Regions from separate parts of the Mus musculus genome. Here all the other regions are linked to region 6. A link is a contact called in public HiChIP or PLAC-seq and promoter capture Hi-C data. All regions are on one chromosome and are shown on one strand. The core of a region is the stretch at or near the end of the contact, and the rest is flanking DNA. Distances in the headings are between cores, read along the strand shown.

Region 1 (2,700 bases), core at 67-2,566, 930 kb after region 6:
CCACCTGACCCCTGAACCACTCCTCAGTCTTCGCATCTACCTCCTTTCAGTAGAGAACAAGAAGATACAAAAGAGGAGTCTTGGTTAAGTTCCTTGTCACATCTGCAGCCGCCAGTTTCCCTTCCCCATGCACCGCCAGAGGAATGACCTGTTTGGGGGTCATCTGGGAGTTCTTGGAGAAAAGGTTTATGCTTGGGTGTTAACTACCCTCTACAGCCTCTGGGGACTCCACACCCTCCTGAAAGCCCACAAACAGCAGCTTTTTCCAAATTCCATTACCGTCAGAATTCTGAGCACTGTCTCCCTGTGGTAAGCAAACCTGGGTAAGCAGGTTTCTCTCATCCGTCCTTGCAGACCTGTCTCCTCTTAGGCCTCTGGCTCCCTGGCTGCCCTGAAATCTCCACTCTCTTGAGCTCAAAAACAGCAAGGCACACTAAGTTGTGCAGATTTTTGTTGCCATGTGTTAAGGTCGTGGGTTACGCTCTTTCTGTATCAGAATCCGGTCTCTACTAGTGCCTGAATTTGTTTCTTAAAAGGCGAGCCTCATTAGGAAGTCAACTTAAAAGGGAGCGTTCCAAATTAAAATATCCTAACGTAATTTTGAATCTTCAAACCTAATGAGAGAATTTGGGTTGTTATTATTTGTGATTTATTTTTCTGGCTGTTGATAAATCATCAGGAAAGGACTCATTATTCCTCTAACGATAAATTCAAAACCAAATTGCAATAATGCATTTAAACATAAACTATACTAAGAACTCAGCCTAATAAAAACCACGCAACAGCAGAGAATGATTTCTTAAGAGCATCAGCTTCCTGCCTGGCAGCTTGCTCCTGGGCCTCCAGCTCGTGGTCCCCAGAATTTTGCTTCACAAAATATTTTCTTGAATCTCTTGGGAGATTACTACAGGGTTAAAAGTTGTCTTAAGATCAAAGATCAAATAGCAAGAAAAAAAAAAAGACCCTGTAATTCTCTATAGCGGCCATTGATCTTTCCCATCTGCTGTGCAAGAGAGGAGGTGTGTCTTAAGTTTGGAAACAGAAAACCTTTCTAACTAGAAATGTCAGGGAACTGGCAAGTGTTCAGAGGGAATTCTTCTATAAGAGCTCCAACTCCTTTTTGCCAAAATATCAATGATGTCAACAAAAGAAAAATAAAATCTAGTTAGTAGAGTACTGTCTTTGAGTTCTACCTTTCTTCTGTGGGTGTGTCGCAGGGTCAGATTTCTATTATGAAACCCCACATAGTAAATGAGTTTCCAACCATCAAGACTTTATGTGCACAAGCTTTCGAGTGACTGATGAGAGACAGCTGGAGGAAGACTCTGAGAGGGGCGGTTAACTCGGCCCAGCCTCCCAGCTGACACCCTCAGCATCCTGGCCTCCCTCACGCGAAAGCCCAGAAACCAAGTCCTTACCTACAGCTGAATCTTGGAAACAACTGAGAAATCCCCATGAAGCAAATGAGGTGGCAGCTCTTTTGGAACAGATTAAATGTTTTTGTCTCTTTAAACAAATGCACACCAACAATTATGGCCACTGGTGACCCTCAGTGCATTCTGGAACTCAAGTCTTTTTCCTTTCCTTAATGCGCTGCTGGCGTCTCTCCCTTCTCACAATTACTGAGTCACACAGCTAATTACATGATTGCTGTGGTATGTAAATGAGGCTTTAATAAAGTTGTGTAAGAAAAAAACCATCCGGCAAGACGGGTAAACACGAGGCCGCTGAGCCCAAGTTCAATCCCTAGAAACCCACGTGGTAGGAGCAGCAGCCAACGCCTGCAAACTGTCCTCTGACCTCCCCACGTGTGCTGTGATGCAGATAGACAGACAGACAGTGTCACCAGATCTATTATTGCGGAATGAATGAGTAAATTCCATGAAAACTCACACTCTCCTTCCTCATACAGAAGTGAATACTTCAATAAAGATGGATTCAGTCGCTGTATCCACATGTCAAAGAATCCATTTGAACCCCCACATCGGCCCACATGTGAAAGTTCACTCAAAATAACACATCCAAGACCTAAATGCAAAGTTAAACAGACAACTCTTAGAAGGGAAATCACTACAAATCTTCACAACCTTGGGTAAATAGCAATTTTGGATGTTTGGGATTTTTTTTAAATTTTTTGTTTGTCTGTTAGTTTGTTTTTGAGAAAAGGACTCACTCCATAGCCAGGGCTGGCCGAGAACTTGACCCTCTGTGTGCCTCCTGATGCCTGGATTACAGGCAAGCGTCACCACTCCTGGAAATACTTTTCCTTAAATGAAATACCAAAACTATAAGTAATATATATATTTAAAGATAAAACCGATTTTATCAAATGTAAATGTTTCTGAATCGAAGTGCACATTAACAGGGTGAAAGAGCAAGCTGGGCTGGTGGGGGTGGGACACTCCTGGAGTCCCAGACACTTAGAGACTGAGGCAAGAAAATCACTTGAGCCTGAAACCAGCCCAGCAGACCCAGTGGTGGATCAGTGAATTGCTGCAAGGCCCAACAAGGCAAGGCTCTGGGTTTAATCCCTAGCAGCCCCAAAACTTAAAACAAGAAAGCAACATGGCTCAGCAGGGAGAGGCACTTGCCTCCAAGGCTAACGATCTGAGTTCAATTCCTGGGACCACCAGATGGTGGGAAGAGAGAGCCCAGTGCAGTAAGGTGTCACATGAACATGGGTGTGTACAGGCGTGTGTG
Region 2 (2,767 bases), core at 218-2,717, 990 kb after region 6:
ACTTAAGCAGTAAGCTCTCTGCCATGGGGTGAGGTACATCTACACTCTAAATAGCCTACAAAGTATGTAACACAATGAAGGAAGAGTCCTGCTTTCTCCAATTAGTCTGTGAGAAGGGGGTTCGTGGCATTCGAGGCCGAGTTGTGAAGGGAGTGAATTGCTTTAACCCCACAAACTTCCCGCTGCTCTTTCAGCAACAAATCGCGTGCAGGTGTGTGCATGTCATTTCGATCACCACTTGAGAAGATAACAGATAACATTATTATTTGCTAACTTTAAAATGCAAAGCGAAGTCTTCAGTTATAAACTAAACAAGAATATTGTGGAAGCCGGGCGTTGGTAACAGCAAGACTTTGGGACGCAGAGAAGGCCAGCCTAGTCTACAGAGCAGCTACAGAGAAACCCTGTCTGAGGGGGCGGGGACTGAGGAGGGAGGAGAGGGGAGCGAGGGGAGTATCCTGGAATGTATAGTAAAGCTAGACTCCCCACCTCTACCCACCCCAAACACAGAGGGATGGGTCTGGAACCTACCTACCTCAGAGTCCTTATCCCAGTGCATGGTGGGAACCCGATGTGTGCGGACGGAAGTGTATATGTTACACAACTCTATAAACAGTAAAGCACCCTCCGCTGACACCGTGCTTCCAGACTTCGAAACACTGTCACATAAACTGTTGCATCTACACAGAGGTGGTGAGTTACATTTGTCCGCACAATCTCTAGAGGGCAAAGCACACCGCGAGTCCTACGCTCCTAGAGTAGACTGTTTGCATCTCTTATTTTGCTCTTTTGTTACACGGTTAATTCTCATTTGCTCCAGTCCTTAGGGATGTCTCATTCATCTTCCTAAACCCAAGCCACGTAAAATCCAGACCAGCAAAGTACAACATAAACACCAGGCTTCTCGCTCCTCCCGCAAGACAGGTCAGGTGGGGCCTCAGTTCTGATCCTGACGTACACACCCCTACTCCTTCCCAGACTCACACCCCCCTGCCACTTCTGATTTCCACAACCAATGAAGCTCGTTGCACAGGCTTTGAATATTTTTGTTCCCCAGCAAAATTATCTGCCCGACGCTTCCCCTTCATCTGCACCACTGCCTCCCCCAATTCCCACCGCAGCCTAGGGTGCTGCAGACACCCCACAGAGCTGTGCCCTCGAGGCCCACCCCCACCCGCAGAGCCACGCGCCCCGGGCTCAGGTTCCGTACGTACCCCAGTAGGCAGCGATCACAGACTACGCCACGACTCCCCTTGCACACAGTGTAAGCCAAGGGGTCGGAGCGGAAGAGCAGCTCCCCGGGGCGCAGTGGAGCCACAGCACGCAGCCCGTTTCCCCGGTTGGCAGTCGTGAACTTTTCCACCTTCAGTGCCTCCATCCTTCCTCAGATCCACACCTCAGATCCGAACTGCGTCCCTCAGCTTGAGTCTCGTGTTTTCTGACTGCGCGCCTGCGTCCTGCGCTTGCGTACACCAGGGGGCGGAGACGAGCGCGCAGGTCCTGTGAGCATGCGCAGGAGGACCTACTACAGCTCGGGATGGGGTGGTGTATTTCCTCCTGTATTTTATTCCGCGCTTTTTTTTTTCTTTTTCTTTTTCTTTTTCTTTTTGAGACGGAGTCTCACTATGTGTAGCAAAGACTGATCTGGAGCTCTCTTGATAGACCAAGGAACCTCTCTATTTAGACCTCGAACTCACAGGATTCTGCCCGCCTCAGCCTCCTCAGTTCTGGAATTCAAGGTGTGCTCCACCACGCCCAGCTTATTATGCAAATTTTAATGCATAGTGAAAAAAAAAATGGTAAGAGCCCATGAGTGGTGGCACACACCTTTAACCTCTGCACTGGGGAGGCAGAGGCAGGAAGACCTCTGAGTTTAAAGCCAGCGTGGTTTATAGAGTGAGTTTCAGGACAGCCAAGGCTATACAACAGAGAAGCCCTGTATCAAAAAAAAAAAAAAAAAAAAAAAAAGGGCAGTGGTTATCTGTATATTCAGCATCTAGATCGAAAAATTCTTAACATCTGCAGGGTTTTTTTTTAAGATTTATTTACTGTTATATGTAAGTGCACTATAGCTGTCTTCAGACTCACCAGAAAGGGCATCAGATCTCATTACAGATCTGTGGTGAGCAATCATGTGGTTTCTGGGATTTGAACTCAGGACCTTCAGAAGAGCAGTCAGTGCTCTTAACCACTGAGCCATCTCTCCAGCCCAGCATCTGCAGTTTTGGATCACACCTTCTGTATATCTATCTATATGCCTATATTTTTTTATAAACCGTTTTAGAGTTATGTTTGTTGAACCCTTTGAAATAATGTTGCAGTCAGGTCTTGAACTCAGAAACCCTTTATTCTCTTCCTCCTGAGTTCTTGGATTATGGATATACAAGCAAAGGATTATGGGTATACAATGAACAAGCAAAGGAGTAGGCACAAGACTGCCTAGGAGGGTCAGCATGATCAACCAGTTCTGATGCTCAGACTCAGCTATATGAGACCTATATCAGACCACACAAAGCTTTTTAAAGACAGCGTCTATTGTGTATCTCTGGCTGTCCTGGAACTCTCTGTGTAGATCAGGCTGGCCTTGAACTCATAGACATCCTGCCTCTGCCTTTCCTGTATACACGTCTGTGTGCCTTCTGGGAACCCCAGCAAACACACAAGTGGAAGACTAGCCTCAGTAACAGAGAAATCCTGCTTAAAACATCTTTTTCTATGAGTGATTTCTTACTTCAATCCAAATATTTTGTTGGTTTGTGACCATGCC
Region 3 (2,788 bases), core at 158-2,657, 910 kb after region 6:
GGGACTCTGTAACTGATCAACCTTGAGGAAACTAAAAGAATCCCAATAGCAGTGAGTTAAAACATCTATTTTTCACCTAGAGAAAATCAGAGAAACCATTTTTAAAACGTCATTACTTGAATGCTTTCTCAAAAACCACATGATATTTTAAATGACAAATTTTAATTGTTTCTTCAAGATCTTCTTTTGAATGTCGCATCCTTCCAATTGTTGTGACTCTCCTTGGCTGGCCCAGTCAGATCGCTGTGGAGCTTTTAGTGAGCTACAGAAGATCCTGGGGCTCGAACTCTGGTCAGACTAGCGAGGCAAACACAGCTCCCTGCTGGAGCCTTTATTTATTTACTTTATTTACTTTGCTATTTTCTTAATAACTTGTTCCTTCTGCAAACTTTAAACTGGTTTTTACAGCCACATTTTTTCCCTCAATGGAGCAATTTTGAAATCAAAATGACAAGTAAACACAGAAGATGCTTTTAAAATGTATTTTACAGTGAATTTTTCAAAGTGCATCTGTCTCTCCCAAAAGACAGCTGCCATGAAGTCTGGCGTCCCAGAATATTTAAACTTACAGTATAAACTGCAAGTAAAAAGTAAGTCGCAGTGAACTGCTCTCTGACTATGTGGCTCGTGTTCCTGATCTCACTCTCTGGCAAAGCGTGGCCCTGCAGTGTCTTCTTTTTTAATCTTCTCAGTACCTGATATCTAGCCAAGCAACTCGTAGGTGACCTAAAAACAGTCAGCGAATAGATAAAGGATTCAGAGAGTTCGGCCCCATGAAAATCAAACGAGAACATACAGCATTATAAAGAGAAAGGACGCCATCCTTGCAGCCCTGAAATGCACCCTCACCACTCAGTATGAAAATGGCTATCACAGAGGCAAAGCCCAAACCCCCTACTATCAGCTAAATAAAACAAGACCATCAAACAAATTGCTGGGTCCTCAAAGGGAAAAAGTAATGATTAAAGTGAAAGGTTACATGACGTCATCTGTTCAGGTCAGCCCAGAAGGCCAGCACACACGGCCCAGCTCTTGGCACATAACCTCCATGGATAACCATGTCCCCACAAGCATGACGTCATCTGTTCAGGTCCAGAAAGACAGCACACACTGCCTAGCTCTCGGAAGACAACCTCCAGTTACCCCTGTCCCCACACGCATCTCTCCCCTTGCTCTTTCAAACCTGCACACACCCCTATTTCGTGAAAGCACCAACATTGGCAAATAATGTCTTACAGCAAAATCTGTCCCCTCTCTAGGACGTAGTCAATTCCTCTCCCCTGCCCTGTCCTCTTCCTGCCCTCCCTCCTCCATCCCCTTCCTTTCTGGCTTAGTTGTAAGCCAGTGGTTTTCAACCTTCCTAATGATACAACCCTTTAATACAGTTCCTCATGTTGTGGTGATGCCAACCATAAATGGACTCCATTGTTACTTCATAACTCATTTTGCTATAGTATAGTCATATAGCTGACATGCAGGATATTAGATGTGTGACTCCCAAGGGAGTCAAGACCCACAGGTTGAGAAACCCTTGAGCAAGTCAGTTTTTACTGGTGATGAAAATAACCTTCACCAACTTAAATAGTAACAAGACAAAGAAAGCCTCTGCTGTCATCACAGACAGGCCATCCACACTGTAACTCAAAAGACACTTCTATCTGTCAACCCGGCCCAGAAACATCAAGTGCTTTCCCATTCAAGCTAACACTTCTGGATCCCACTCAGAGTAAAAGGACACCCTCAGAGAAGAGTAAGCAGGGGAGCAGGTGGAAATTTAGAAGTCATAGAGAGCCAGATGGTGGCAGCGCACGCCTTTAATCCCAGCGCTTGGGAGGCAGACACAGGCAGATCTCTGAGTTCAAGCCCAGCCTGGTCTAGAGAGAGCTAGTTCCAGGACAGCCTGGGTTACAGAGAGAAACCCTGTCTTGAAAAACGGGAAATGAAAAAGAGGAAGAGGAAGAGGACATATGGAACACTAAGCAGTAATTCTACACTTCCGTATCTTCCCAGCAACACAAAACATTTGGTTGCCAAATCAACTTACATTACCTAAACACCACAAACACTTGTAGTCCTCAAAACCACTTGTGTTTATCTGAAGTGAAGCTATTAATATTTCTCCGCGGCAGTAACTATATAAAACAAGGCCCAAAACAAACCCAAATCAAGGGATGGCGTTTCCGGAAGCTGCAGAGTGTGTATGACTATATAAACAACTGATTCCATACTCATGAACGGGTTCCTTCACTATGGAAGACCCAAATAGAATAAGGAATGGAGATGTGTGAAAACTCTGTTTGCTTTTAACTCTGGCTCCTTCTGCTGTATCGCATTTTGAACTGACGAGCATACTGTTTTATTCCACGTGTGAGAAAGCTCTAGGTTCTTAAGGATCTCTAAGTAAAAAGGAGCCAGGCCAAGGTTTGGGTTGGATATGTAGATTACTTTTGTTGCTCATACCAAAGGCCTCTGGGTAATCAACCACCTTGGGAATCATCGTTAGCTTGCCATCACCTACTACCTACAACGCCGGGAAGGTGTCAGCAATCATCCTCCTTCACTTCCAAAAAGAAGGCATCACCTACTACATACCTATCCCCCGATCCCCAGAACCTGGTAGAGACAGATTTCCTGACTCTACTTTTTCTGATCATCCTTACTCAGATGCAACCTCTTTTTGGAGACGGTGGTCTTTCTGTTGACACTGAAGATGACTCTGCAGAAAGGCAAGGCCCTGACAACACTGTCATAGGTTGAGCTCCTGGTTGCCCCAGCATCCCTCTGAGTC
Region 4 (2,792 bases), core at 234-2,733, 730 kb after region 6:
AGCTTACATTCTGACTTTTTCTTAAAACCAAAATTTTCAGAGATATTGTGGTGGCTTGAATAAAAATGGCCCCCATAGGTTCATATATTTGAATGCTTAGTCATGAGGCAGTGGAACTCTTTGAAAGGATTAGAAGGATCAGGCAGTATGGCCTTGTTAAAGGATGTGTGTCACTAGGGTGGGCTTTGAAGTTTTAAAAACCCATACCAGACCCAAATACTCATTCTCATTCATTCTCATTTTCTCTCTTTCTTTCCTCCTCCCCACTCTCTTTCTTCCTCTCCCTCTGCCTATGAATCAGGATATAGATAAACAGATTCAATTACTTCTCCATGCCTACCATACATGCTCCCTACCATGATAATAACTGACCAAACTTCTGAAACTCTAAGCAAGGCCCCCATTAAATGATTTCCTTCATAAGAGTTGCTGAGGTCATGGTGTCTCTTCTCAGCAACAGAACAGTAACTAAGACAGCTAGCTCTCTAGAAGCTCAGACACTTGAGTTTTAAAGAGTCCAGCTCTAAAAGGAAGAACACCTGTATAGTCTGTTCTCAAAAGAACAAATAACTGTAAGGTCAAAGGCATAACAAAGAGATCCCTCACTTTCTAATATACTCCTTCCCGTCATGAGTTGAGTGTTTTAATAAGGATCAAACAGCCCCCATGGTGTCCAGGGAGGGGGGCCATGGCCACAGATGGCTCTCATAATGGACTCCATGGACCTGGAACATGGCAAGGCACAAATGCTGATGAAGGCTACCCTCACAGAGGCCTGCTACTCTGACAGGCAGAGTGAACAAGAAGAGATGGCAGTGGGGATGTGGAAGGCCACTTTGAGCAAGAGAGAAAAGGGAAGGAGGAAAACAGCCAGAGGGAAGCAAGCAATGACTCAGAAAAACAGCAAGGAGTGGGGCCATAAGGCACCTCACCTGTAATGAGCACAGAACCATCTGATGGGGGAGGGAGGCTGGGAGGGCAGAGAGAGTAAGAGAGTGAGAGAAAAAAAAAGAGAGAGAGAGAGAGAGAGAGAGAGAGAGAGAGAGAGAGAGAGAGCGAGCTGCTGCTCATCCACTGAAGGCAGATTGTGCTGTCGGACATCACAGACACAAACTGCACAGCATCCTGTGTGGATCTTGAGGATAGAAGCAGCCTGTTTTCTTGTTAATCCCCTCTAGTCCTGATGGCGCCAGGCAGAGGGGATAGCCTGCTAGGTAGTTACTAAGCGCCTCCAACACACACCCACAGTGCTCACAATGTCCCAGTTTCCTGCCTTCTGAACCCACTGTCAGGTTGAAGCCGGTGCTGCCTGGCACATTTCTCATTGTAAACAAACTCTGCCTGGGCAAACCCCCCAGGGAAGGGACAGGTTGCTGCTTTCTTCATTTCCCAGGCTGAGGAAAGGCCCGCCTTCAGAGGCAGCAGCGGGCAGCAGCAGTAATTTATTTGCTGGAGAAAGGCTCTGCCTCAGAGGGTTCCTGTCATGAGCTCCAGCCAGGGGAACAGCTCTCACTTCCTGTGAGAGACAGGAGAGAAGCCGGGCACAGGCCCCATAAAGAATATGCCTTCATTACGTACTGAAAGCAACGGGAATCAGGACGTGCTCTGCACGCGCAATTCCAAGCTCCTATTCACAGAGAAAGATTACCAAGCAAAGAAGGATGGAAGGAAGAAAATGGAGGAACCCTTATAGGCTCAGAGGCCTGCTATTTCATCTGCTACATGAGGTATTCTAGGGGGGAAATGTGATTTAGTGACTTCCAAGATGAAAAACACAATTACCACTCCAGCAATGGCCCCTAGCAACTTCCTAGGCTGAACCCTTTACTTGTAGTAAGGTGAGATTCGTCTGGTATAACAGTGGCATCAGGACAGGACAGGACAGGACAGGACAAGACAGACACTGCCCTTGAGATGTGGTCCTGGAAAAGAAGCAAGGTCAGGAAGAGCTGGGAAGGATGAGCACTATGGCTTTAAAAGTATTTATTATCTGCCACGTTTTAAGTGAGCCTTAAAAGGAACCTTGGGGGTCGAAACTGAACCCTTCCTTTTCTATAGAAGAAAAAAAAAAAATCACAGGTTTGCGGTTCAGCTTTCCAGAGCTGGATGTATTTAAGAGTCTCTTGGCCACCTAGGCCTATATATACCTCATCCTCCACTAGTCCACACAGCTCTCCTGTCTGATCCTGGGTTTTATTTGGTTTTCCTTCAGACATTTCAAAGAGGAAGAAATCGGAGTCACACAAGTGATTTTTTTTTTGTTTTTTGTTTTCCTCTCAGAAGGGAAATGTTAACTACTTTCACTAACAAAGGGATTAAGTCTGCTCTATGGGAGAATTACATCAAAAATAATGAGGCAGAAAAAGAAAATCTTTTATTATTTTAATGAATTCAAAGGCTGGAAGCATTATTAAGATGAGCAATGTGCCCATTGTCCTAATCCAATGTAATCATACTTTTAGAAATTAGTGTTCCGGATTTCTTCTGCTACATCAGACAAAGGCCCGTGGAGAGCACTGTGGAGAAAAAGCCTGTGGAGAGCGAGGCAGCAAGCTGTAAATCTAAGAGCCTCCAAGCAGAATCCACATTCCAACGGGAAGGTCCATGGCATGAAGCTTTGCTAGACCCTAAGCCAGTTCTCCTGCCTACAATCCCACCGAAAGCTTACTCTGCCCTTCACTCAGCGTGCTAAGACTGTGAATCCATCCTTCGCTCCCGTGTGCAGTGAGCCTCGTCACCTGTTGTTTTGCATTCGCTGCTATAAGGAAACCCCATCCCTGACTCCTTTCACT
Region 5 (2,700 bases), core at 90-2,589, 820 kb after region 6:
TTGGCACATCCCAATAAGAAAGTGGTCATGGTTCCTGTGTATAGAGCGTGAAGGAACCGGTGAGGTATTTTGAGGTTAAAGGTCGTGGTACCAAGGTGAACAATTACCATCCCAGGAGCATAGCTTCCCTCTGATGTTCTGAATTCAATGTAAGACAGATCATGGCACAGTGACTTTTGCTAAGTCTGAAGTATGTATGTATCTCAATACTAAGGAAAAGCATTTCAATCAAAACTCGTGGACACTCGGTCCTAGGTTGACTGCAGCCATACCACAGAGTGGGACAGATATGCTCAACATTTTTTTTTATTATTAATTGAAGCCTCCTCAAAGTTTCAGTAAGACCTTTCATGTAAGCTAGGATATATTCTCCTGGACCAGCAGCAGTGGCTTTCCTACACTGCTTTATATATAGGTCATGAATTTTTGTAGATGAGCCAGTAACAGATCTACACATGGAAAGTTAAACATGCCTGTTTAATGAGCCCACTACTGGAATCATTCCACAAGGGAAGGAAGGAGAAAGGGTAGGAAAGAGGGAGACATAGAAACACACACACACTACCAGCTATTTTTCAGATTATGCCAGTATGCCTAGTTATAAGATTCATAATTTAGGACAGATTTGCTCCCAAGGAAGTTCGTGGCCATGGAGGTCATGGGGCAGACGCAGGTCACATTTATCCAACCATGGACTGGGCATGTGAAAAAGAGCAAGCAACCCCAGAGATTATAAAGCTGGAAATGTTAGCAGAGAGCAGAGCTGAAGAACAGGGGTGACAGGCAAGCTACTGTTTTAGCAATTTATTACCCAAATGAGAAAAGAGATGAAGGTCCTTCACCAATGACAAGATAACTTGCCAATGCATCAAATATAAGGGACCAGACTAAATTGAAGAGCAATCTTTTTAGCTATGCAGATACCAAATGGCTACATAATTAGAGGAGGGTCTTCACATAATAACCTAAGGGACTTAGGACCTTCACCTTCTTAAGAATGTGTCACCACCTGTGCCCAGGATGAATTACACAGTGGTTTAGAATTCTCATTCTACTCAGAGCATTAATATTGATGAGCTGTCCTGACTCAGGAGAGGAACGTGATTAGAAAACAAAGGATTTATTTTCCCAATAACTAAAAGAGTATGTATTGTAAAAAGGCAACAGATCAGGATATGACACTCACCAGGGCATAAGCACAGGAGGGGCCAGAGTGGGTAAATAGGGGCTGTTATTTTATTTTGATAAAAGTATCCCCTTGATGTTGGCACACAGAACAGTACAAATATCAGAGTAGCAGGCTCCAAATGAACATGTCAGGAAAGACTCAAACCAAGACTGCCACTAGGGAGCTCCGGATTGAAAGGGCACCATTAAGTCAACAAAAAGAAACAGATCCCCTTGTCTCTGTGATGAACAGTTCACCTCCAAAAGGTACTTGGTTAGTTCCTAACTACTTAGCCTACAATAATGACAAACATTCTTTTCTATGTAAAAAAAAATGTAAAAGTCTGACATCAAAAAGATATTCCAAACGGCATACACACATGTAAAAGCTTACAGAAGCCCAAGAACATGGAGCATTTTAAATATTGTACTGAACCCAGATAATATAAACCGTGGCATGAGACTGAGACAGCACTGAACTGGATATGGCTCTAGCTATGCAAATGAGCTTTTATGTGGGACAGGAGTATATATTCTTCCTCAGGGCAGCCTCATCATGCCTATTTGAGTAGTTTGGGCTCTTGTTATAGTAGGAAAAACTCCCACACAAATTAGGGTCATTAGATTAATTGAAGATCTAGCATATAACTTATGATGAGTTGACATTTATACTTTGCATTATACACACACACCCATACACACACATGGGCACATGCACATGCATGCAGATTCACACACAGGCACATGCAGACACACACAGGCACACACAGACATGCAGATTCACACACGGGCACACATAGGCATGCATAGACACAGACACACAGACAAACACACATTATAGCCAGTGAACCTTGAAGCTCAATATTCATAAATAAATTATATCAAATGCAAGAAGAATATCACCTGTTGGGTACCCTGTCAGGTAGATTAATAGCACACCTATAATTTTATTTAATATGTATATTAGTTTCATGAAGCTGCTGGATTTAAAAATCTTCCTTTTAAAGATACACAAACAAAGCACAAAAAAATGTGCCATGCCTCATCACACATTTTAGAGAAAATTCAGGTGTGAGTTCCCGATTCCAACATTTACACTTTCAAATGTTATCATGATACCTCATATGAAAGCAAACACATCTCAATTTATGTCTTTCATCTGGGTTTTTTTCCCCACAAAAAATAATACCGTATCTTTAGATTGCATATGAACATTAGATTACAAAAACCTCATACTGTACTCCTAAATCCACTAATAAACCAAATTGTGTTTGTGAACAATTAGGCCTGAAGACTACATCCAGGGGTAGATTCTGAGTGCAAGCGGCTGCTCCAGCCTTCAGCTGTGTCAGGTGACTTTGCAGTAAAGCCCGGAGGAACCACTGGTGAGTCTGGGGCTTTTACTTGATTATGGTGCTTTGTTTGGTTTTGTCATCTCTCTAAAAGTGTATTGGTATGAAAAGAACCTGGCCAGCTGCTGTCTTGACTGGGCAGGTGACATCAGTGGTTCATGAGAGGTGAGAACACACTCTT
Region 6 (2,700 bases), core at 4-2,503:
CCCGAAATGTCCTCCTGCCCCCGCCTAGCCCCAGGCCAGGTCTTTCCGGGGTACCCAGATGCCATTACACCACACGTGATCTCCGCGCCCGGCTGGTCCCGCAGGAGGCGTCTCGTGGGGTGTTAATTAAAGGTCACAACAAAATAGACCTGCCGGCTCACCAGAAGAAATGTCCTCCCGGGAAATGAAAAATGACACCCCGGAGCAGCCACGTGTGGAGCCCGGCGTACGCCGGCTTCCTGCGCTCCTGGGCGCTGCGCCGGGCGGGGGACGGGAATCAGACAGCGGGCGACAGCTGGGTGCTCTGGAGATCCCACAGGTCCGGGTGCTGGCAGGCAACCGTGCAAAGGGGCAAGGGGACGATCCCAGTCCCCGAGGTCGATCAGCTCGCGCCACACCCCCTCTCCAGGCCCGCGCAGTCCTTCCGCGCGCGTTCGGCGCGACCAATCCCTCAGTTTCCCCAGCCTGGCAGCTACAGGCTGGGTCTCGGGCTCACCTGTGCAGGTCTCGGGAGGTTTTCCCTTCATTAACAGGGGCTTGGGCCCGTGGGCGGGCGCGGGAAGGGGGGCTCAAGGCTCCCGGTGCTCAAATCGGGGTCCAGGGGAGGAGGGTCCCCTGGCCCGCTGGGGCTAGGAGGGCGAATCAAGACAAGGTTTGCCAGGCAGGTCTGGGAGAACAAAGGGCGGGGGGGTTGGTCCCGGCCTGTTTGCGGACTTGTTTGTGACTCAATCCGTTTGCACGGCTTTTCAAAGGCAGACCTGCACGCCTTGCCAGGAAGAGACCAGCTCTCGGGGAGGGGGGCGGGGAGGCCTGGGTGCTGCGTTTCAGCGCAGCTCGGCCGACTCCGAGCTACAGGCTCGCGCGCTGGATAGCACCGGAGCCCGGGGCTGTGGGCCCCTCGCCAGCAACTTCCCCGCCCGGAGCCAGATTTACGACCCCACCCCCGCCCCGGCTGCGCCTGGCGATGCCAGGCCCAAGCGCCGCGCCGTAAATGGATCGCGGCAGGCGAGGCGGCGGCGGCGGCCCGGCGGGCTCCGAGGCGGCGGGGCTGAGGTTCCCTAGGCTCCGCGCTGCTCCCGGACGGACACACGCGTCCTGACCGCGGGCTGCTCTCCGGCCGCGTACAGCCGCCCTCTCCTTGCCCTGCGCGCAACTGTCAGGAGAAAACGGGACGGCGCATATTGGCTCGGCGACACGCCGTGGCTCCTCCCCGAGTCTGGATCCTTATATTTTGGGAGAATTTCTTTGAACTCAGTTAGCGAGCTCGGGGAAGGAGGCAAGTTCCCACCGCCGGCTCGGCTCGGCGAGGGCTCGCCCACCTTCCCTGCAGCCTCCCTGCGTCCTCGCCGCCGTCCTCCTCCGTTTCGGCCCCGCTAGAGGAGAACGCGCGCTGGCCGGGTGGAGGAAAATGCTAGCGATCTGGATGTGACCGCGAAGAGAGGACGCGTGGCTGGAGGAGGCAGAGAGATGAGAAGACCCATTATTTGAGAACCACCAGCCGTTCCAACCTTTCCTGCAAATTGGTGCTATTACTTCTGGGGTCCATTTGCTTTCATTCTTCCCAACCCCCCATTAAGAAATCTTGACTTGAGGACCAACCCCTACCACGAGGGGGGACGCGTCTGGGTTGGCAGACCTTTTGGATGTAGCCTTGTGGGAACATTTAGACCCTTTCCTCTGGAAGAGCCACCATGAATTCGGTAGCCGGAAATAAAGAGAGGCTTGCGGTCTCCACCAGGGGCAAGAAATACGGGGTAAGTTGTGGCGGTGTCCACGAGGAGATGCGTTTCCAGGGACTCATCTGAGTGGGTGTCCTCTGCTTCCCGGGAGCCGGCGGCGGATGCAGGGTCCCCAGCTCTCGGGTGCACCGGCGTCCCCACGGCCGGCGGGGTCGTGCGTGCATGGAGGCGGGTCTGCAGCTCGCCTGGCTACGGGAATGTCTTCAGCCCTTGGTTCCTCCCTTTCCTCACACCCTTAACTTTTGCAGTATTTCGGGACTTGCAGACAGAGTTAAGCCGAGGGGGAGCATTTCCCAGGAATTCCTCTGCTCTTCCCTCGGATCGCTGCCCTGGAGCGGGGAGCCCGTTTGCTTTACCTGCAGGACCTGGGGTGGGGGCTGTTCCCCGAATGAGTAAACATCCAGAAGTCACAGTCACCCACCCTGCGATAGGGTGTTCTAGGACTGTGTACCTAGGCCCTTGCTGGGGTGGGTACCGGGTTTGAAAGAGTAGGGCGCTGGATTTCTGGGTGTTCTCGCAGAAGCTGCAGGATATCCACACCCCGCAAGCTCTTGTGCTGACCCCAGGAGGAATGGAGGGGGACCTGCGTGCGGGTCACTCTGGCGAGGGTGGGTGGGACAGGACTTCCTTAAGGATTGGTCACTTGAAGGATGGAGATAGATGGAGGGCAGGTTTGCATCAGTGCGGGCAGGACGGCGACCCCCCCCCCCCACCAGCCCTCCGCCGCACGGGGGACTGATGGCTCTACAGGGCCTGACGCCGCGCGTCTCTCCGGCAGGTGAACGAAATGTGCTCGCCCACCAAGCCCTCAGCGCCCTGCTCTCCTGAGAGCTGGTACCGCAAGGCTTACGAGGAGTCGCGCGCCGGCAGCCGGCCCACCCCGGAGGGAGCAGGCTCTGCGCTGGGCTCATCGGGCACCCCGTCCCCGGGCTCGGGCACCTCGTCCCCGAGCTCCTTCACC
Region 7 (2,700 bases), core at 74-2,573, 860 kb after region 6:
TAAAGAGAGATGATAAGGGAAATAAGGCCATTTGAAGATTATAATTTGAAATTAACATGTGTGCATCCACAGCCACATTTTGAAACTGGAGTTTTTAATTTCCACAGATTCCTTAATTAGAAAGTCTAATATAAGCGAAACAAACACACTTCAAGGTTCCTTTCTTGCAAAAGTATCTGTGGTTAACGTGTCCTATGGTTTCAACTATCATTCTCTCTTACCATGTGAGTATGATATTTAACCCTCTCCTGCTAGACCATGGGAGGCCTCAATCAGGAGCCAACCCAATGGCTCTGTTCTTACTACTTCCAGTCTCTTGAGACTCTCCATCTGATTTGGGAGCCAGATAGTCACACCATATATTTGATGAACACTCTCTGTGGGATCGCAACACATGGCTACAGCTATCATATCGATGGCGAGTCAGAATGGAAGGCTTGCAGCCAAGATAGTCGAGACAAAAATATTCAACCAAATATATCTTCACACTTTACTATAACTATGTAGTTCTGTTCCTTAAATTAAAAGGGAAATTCGAAAGCATGTGTGAATACATTCTCCCAATTTTTCATGAAATTAAATAAATTGGGCTCTACAGTCGAAACCGTAATATCTTAACATCAAGATGAACATGATGACAGGCCACCCAGCATAAGAGGTTGTAAAGCAAACCTCCAAACTACAATGGAATAAGTTCCTAAATAAGTGGTCTGCAGCTTTGAAGGTGGAGTACTGTAAGATGGTGACCTCCAAAGAAGTAATGGCAGCAAACGTGCCCAGAGCAGGTACAGACCACTCTGAATCCTTTCTTTCTCTTTCTGGATACTTTCATTACAGGTCACAAGACTACCAAGTCCTAAGTCACCTTGACACTGTGTGGCTCTTCCTCAAATACCTCAGCATTCCCAGCTGACCTCACAAGCTGATTGTGGTAGAATGAATCTGTGGTTCAATAGGATGGGGGCGGGGGTTCTAAGTAAGCTGTAAAAGCTAGCTCAGCTTGATGGCTCCTATGTGTAATCCAAGGCTTAAGGAGCTGAGGTAGCTTGACTCCCTGGAGCTAAATGTGAACTGTTCTCAGAGAGAACAAAGACAGCCCCGAGCTTGTCATCCTAGTCAGAACCAGAACCACTGTGGGCCTCCGAGCATACATTGGATGCTGACTTCACCCAGTTAGCAATCCTGAGCGCTGGTGGCTGGCTGGCTTCTTTCTGAGATTTCTAGAACGCCTCGGCTACCCTTTCCCCTCATGCCTTTGGACTCTGCCCTGTCGCGTCAGACCTGGGAAGTGGGACGGCTGAATGTTAAGTGTACACGTGTGAAAGCTGAGCACAGGCACCTCCTCTTTGATCCATCACTTACTCGCTGATGACCTGAGCTGGCTCGTGGGTCACTGAGGGAGTAGCTGAGAGCTCCAGCCCATCAGCGTGAGGAGCAGCTGCAGACATGCAGCAATGCTTCGCTTCATGATTTCTAAGCCTCTTTTTCTCCTTGTCCATCCTTGTCGCTGTCCCCTTTCAAGCAACCTGACTCTGATCATTCTCAAGAATCAACGGATTGATTTGATTATTTCCTTCTATATGCATATACTGGAAACTCACATTATAGTCCATGAATCTATAGCCATAGCGTGAGTCAACTAAAAGGAAAACAGAACTGAGAGCACAATACAGAGCAGAGCTCACTCCTTTGAGCTGGACCGTTATTATAATCACTTTTAATGTTCTTTGTAGCAAAATAATAAACATAAAATTAAATGCAGTCATGCATAGCTCATTTTCCCTGAAAAAAAAAATCTCACTTACGAATATTTACTTTCTATAAACAATGGATCAGATTGTGTGGATTAGGGAAATCATGAGCTCAACGAGACCCATTAGGAATCTCATTGTGCAGAAAGATTTCTTCTAGTGAGTTCGTATCCCCTGTTGCAAAAGCCTGTGTTTCCAGATTCGGTGTCTGGTGTCTCAAAAGCAGGTGTTGCTCACTCTGATCCCCCACACCCTGGGCAGAGTCCAGTCCTTTCCTTAATGGTTATTACCATATATTTAGGATCCATTTGTTCTTACACTTTGAAAATTGGATGAGACCTCTGGTGCCAAATTGTAAATCATAAAAGAGTGCACTGGGACCATCTCAAAAAAGTCTTGAAAGGCCACGTCTCAGCAAATGACATCTTCTTTTTCAAAACCCTGCTCATGTCCTGGGAAACATGTCTGCTGGAACCCTCTCTTCCATAGTCCGGTTGCTTTTATCTAAATGTCATTCGGGGGCCCCGTTACTTCTTCCATAGGATTTCAGATTGGCCACAGTAGACACTGAGTGTAAGAAGGGAGATAGAATCCTGAACCTTACTGCCCGGCACGGACATGACACAAGAGTCATAATATTCACAGCTCCGCTCATCTCGGGCAGCCAGCTGTCACTGAGAGATTCGATGCAACTTTGTTTATGCCCTTGCCTTTTGGACCATACTGGACAGTTTGCTGTGCTCTTGTTTGACTGGGGGAGTGTAATATAAACCCAAATGCCTGCTCTTACATTCCTGTCTGCATATATTTTATCCTGTCTGCATATATCTTATCCTTCTGTGTTAAAATATGCTACTATGCATTATTTTGCTAGAATTTTAGCCTGCTCTGTGAACTACAAAGCCTGTGAGAATAATTCATTGCTAACACTAAATGCCTCCAAACAGTC

Evidence for each region. Promoter capture Hi-C pulls out the DNA fragments that hold promoters and counts their contacts. HiChIP or PLAC-seq counts read pairs in DNA pulled down with a chosen protein or histone mark.
Region 1: a contact with region 6 is called in an H3K4me3 HiChIP or PLAC-seq map of embryonic basal ganglia, with 13 times the contacts expected there. The contact joins the enhancer-like site here to the promoter of Kif26b in region 6. A contact is called at or near these places in 15 of 39 promoter capture datasets (3T3-L1-derived adipocytes, the C10 cell line, the HPC-7 cell line and 8 more), 2 of 15 datasets of contacts at CTCF or cohesin (large pre-B cells and pro-B cells), 14 of 484 Hi-C or Micro-C datasets (the BV-2 cell line, the C2C12 cell line, bone marrow-derived macrophages and 7 more), 24 of 115 datasets of contacts at active chromatin or transcription factors (the NIH/3T3 cell line, SST interneurons, craniofacial prominence and 16 more) and 2 of 9 other capture datasets (adipose tissue and embryonic stem cells).
Region 2: an H3K4me3 HiChIP or PLAC-seq map of embryonic basal ganglia shows a contact between it and region 6, with 7 times the contacts expected there. The contact joins the promoter of Smyd3 here to the promoter of Kif26b in region 6. A contact is called at or near these places in 1 of 39 promoter capture datasets (embryonic stem cells), 1 of 15 datasets of contacts at CTCF or cohesin (embryonic stem cells), 1 of 484 Hi-C or Micro-C datasets (embryonic stem cells) and 14 of 115 datasets of contacts at active chromatin or transcription factors (bone marrow-derived macrophages, craniofacial prominence, embryonic basal ganglia and 10 more).
Region 3: an H3K4me3 HiChIP or PLAC-seq map of bone marrow-derived macrophages shows a contact between it and region 6, with 4 times the contacts expected there. The contact joins the enhancer-like site here to the promoter of Kif26b in region 6. A contact is called at or near these places in 3 of 39 promoter capture datasets (the C10 cell line, embryonic stem cells and trophoblast stem cells), 1 of 15 datasets of contacts at CTCF or cohesin (large pre-B cells), 3 of 484 Hi-C or Micro-C datasets (the BV-2 cell line, bone marrow-derived macrophages and cortical neurons), 16 of 115 datasets of contacts at active chromatin or transcription factors (bone marrow-derived macrophages, craniofacial prominence, embryonic basal ganglia and 12 more) and 3 of 9 other capture datasets (adipose tissue, embryonic stem cells and liver).
Region 4: a contact with region 6 is called in an H3K4me3 HiChIP or PLAC-seq map of forebrain, with 7 times the contacts expected there. The contact joins the enhancer-like site here to the promoter of Kif26b in region 6. A contact is called at or near these places in 3 of 39 promoter capture datasets (embryonic stem cells and trophoblast stem cells), 18 of 115 datasets of contacts at active chromatin or transcription factors (the NIH/3T3 cell line, bone marrow-derived macrophages, craniofacial prominence and 10 more) and 3 of 9 other capture datasets (adipose tissue, embryonic stem cells and liver).
Region 5: a contact with region 6 is called in a promoter capture Hi-C map of liver, with 8 times the contacts expected there. The contact joins the enhancer-like site here to the promoter of Kif26b in region 6. A contact is called at or near these places in 8 of 39 promoter capture datasets (the 3T3-L1 cell line, 3T3-L1-derived adipocytes, frontonasal cranial neural crest and 5 more), 3 of 484 Hi-C or Micro-C datasets (bone marrow-derived macrophages, cortical neurons and embryonic stem cells), 14 of 115 datasets of contacts at active chromatin or transcription factors (SST interneurons, bone marrow-derived macrophages, cardiomyocytes and 10 more) and 2 of 9 other capture datasets (adipose tissue and embryonic stem cells).
Region 7: an H3K4me3 HiChIP or PLAC-seq map of embryonic forebrain shows a contact between it and region 6, with 9 times the contacts expected there. The contact joins the enhancer-like site here to the promoter of Kif26b in region 6. A contact is called at or near these places in 6 of 39 promoter capture datasets (the HPC-7 cell line, frontonasal cranial neural crest, liver and 3 more), 2 of 15 datasets of contacts at CTCF or cohesin (large pre-B cells and stem cell-derived epiblast-like cells), 3 of 484 Hi-C or Micro-C datasets (cerebral cortex, cortical neurons and forebrain), 14 of 115 datasets of contacts at active chromatin or transcription factors (cardiomyocytes, craniofacial prominence, embryonic basal ganglia and 8 more) and 3 of 9 other capture datasets (embryonic tail, embryonic trunk and liver).

Annotation. Positions count from the first base shown.
Region 1 is chr1:179,457,480-179,460,179 of GRCm38.p6, forward strand. The region is part of intron 1 of Smyd3 (SET and MYND domain containing 3); the gene reads right to left. Among named protein-coding and RNA genes, the nearest start is that of Smyd3, 59 kb to the right of the region's middle. Within about 2 kb of position 1,317, at least 26 of the 459 cell types and tissues checked have an H3K27ac peak or open chromatin away from gene starts, as enhancers often do. A contact at or near this core is called in the C2C12 cell line, craniofacial prominence, embryonic basal ganglia and 1 more, where this site is marked.
Region 2 is chr1:179,516,574-179,519,340 of GRCm38.p6, forward strand. Smyd3 (SET and MYND domain containing 3) reads right to left here and starts at 1,468. Exons shown (of 12, transcript NM_027188.4): 1 at 1,215-1,468. The coding sequence starts at 1,378.
Region 3 is chr1:179,432,959-179,435,746 of GRCm38.p6, forward strand. The region is part of intron 1 of Smyd3 (SET and MYND domain containing 3); the gene reads right to left. Among named protein-coding and RNA genes, the nearest start is that of Smyd3, 84 kb to the right of the region's middle. Within about 2 kb of position 1,408, at least 37 of the 459 cell types and tissues checked have an H3K27ac peak or open chromatin away from gene starts, as enhancers often do. A contact at or near this core is called in the BV-2 cell line, bone marrow-derived macrophages and microglia, where this site is marked.
Region 4 is chr1:179,260,353-179,263,144 of GRCm38.p6, forward strand. The region is part of intron 5 of Smyd3 (SET and MYND domain containing 3); the gene reads right to left. Among named protein-coding and RNA genes, the nearest start is that of Gm31349, 66 kb to the right of the region's middle. Within about 2 kb of position 1,484, at least 41 of the 459 cell types and tissues checked have an H3K27ac peak or open chromatin away from gene starts, as enhancers often do. A contact at or near this core is called in embryonic stem cells and forebrain, where this site is marked.
Region 5 is chr1:179,344,477-179,347,176 of GRCm38.p6, forward strand. The region is part of intron 5 of Smyd3 (SET and MYND domain containing 3); the gene reads right to left. Among named protein-coding and RNA genes, the nearest start is that of Gm31349, 18 kb to the left of the region's middle. Within about 2 kb of position 1,340, at least 3 of the 459 cell types and tissues checked have an H3K27ac peak or open chromatin away from gene starts, as enhancers often do.
Region 6 is chr1:178,527,872-178,530,571 of GRCm38.p6, forward strand. It overlaps Kif26b (kinesin family member 26B), which reads left to right and starts at 1,254. Exons shown (of 15, transcript NM_001161665.1): 1 at 1,254-1,754; 2 at 2,518-2,700. The coding sequence starts at 1,692.
Region 7 is chr1:179,385,473-179,388,172 of GRCm38.p6, forward strand. All of the region lies in intron 5 of Smyd3 (SET and MYND domain containing 3), which reads right to left. Among named protein-coding and RNA genes, the nearest start is that of Gm31349, 59 kb to the left of the region's middle. Within about 2 kb of position 1,324, at least 18 of the 459 cell types and tissues checked have an H3K27ac peak or open chromatin away from gene starts, as enhancers often do. A contact at or near this core is called in trophoblast stem cells, where this site is marked.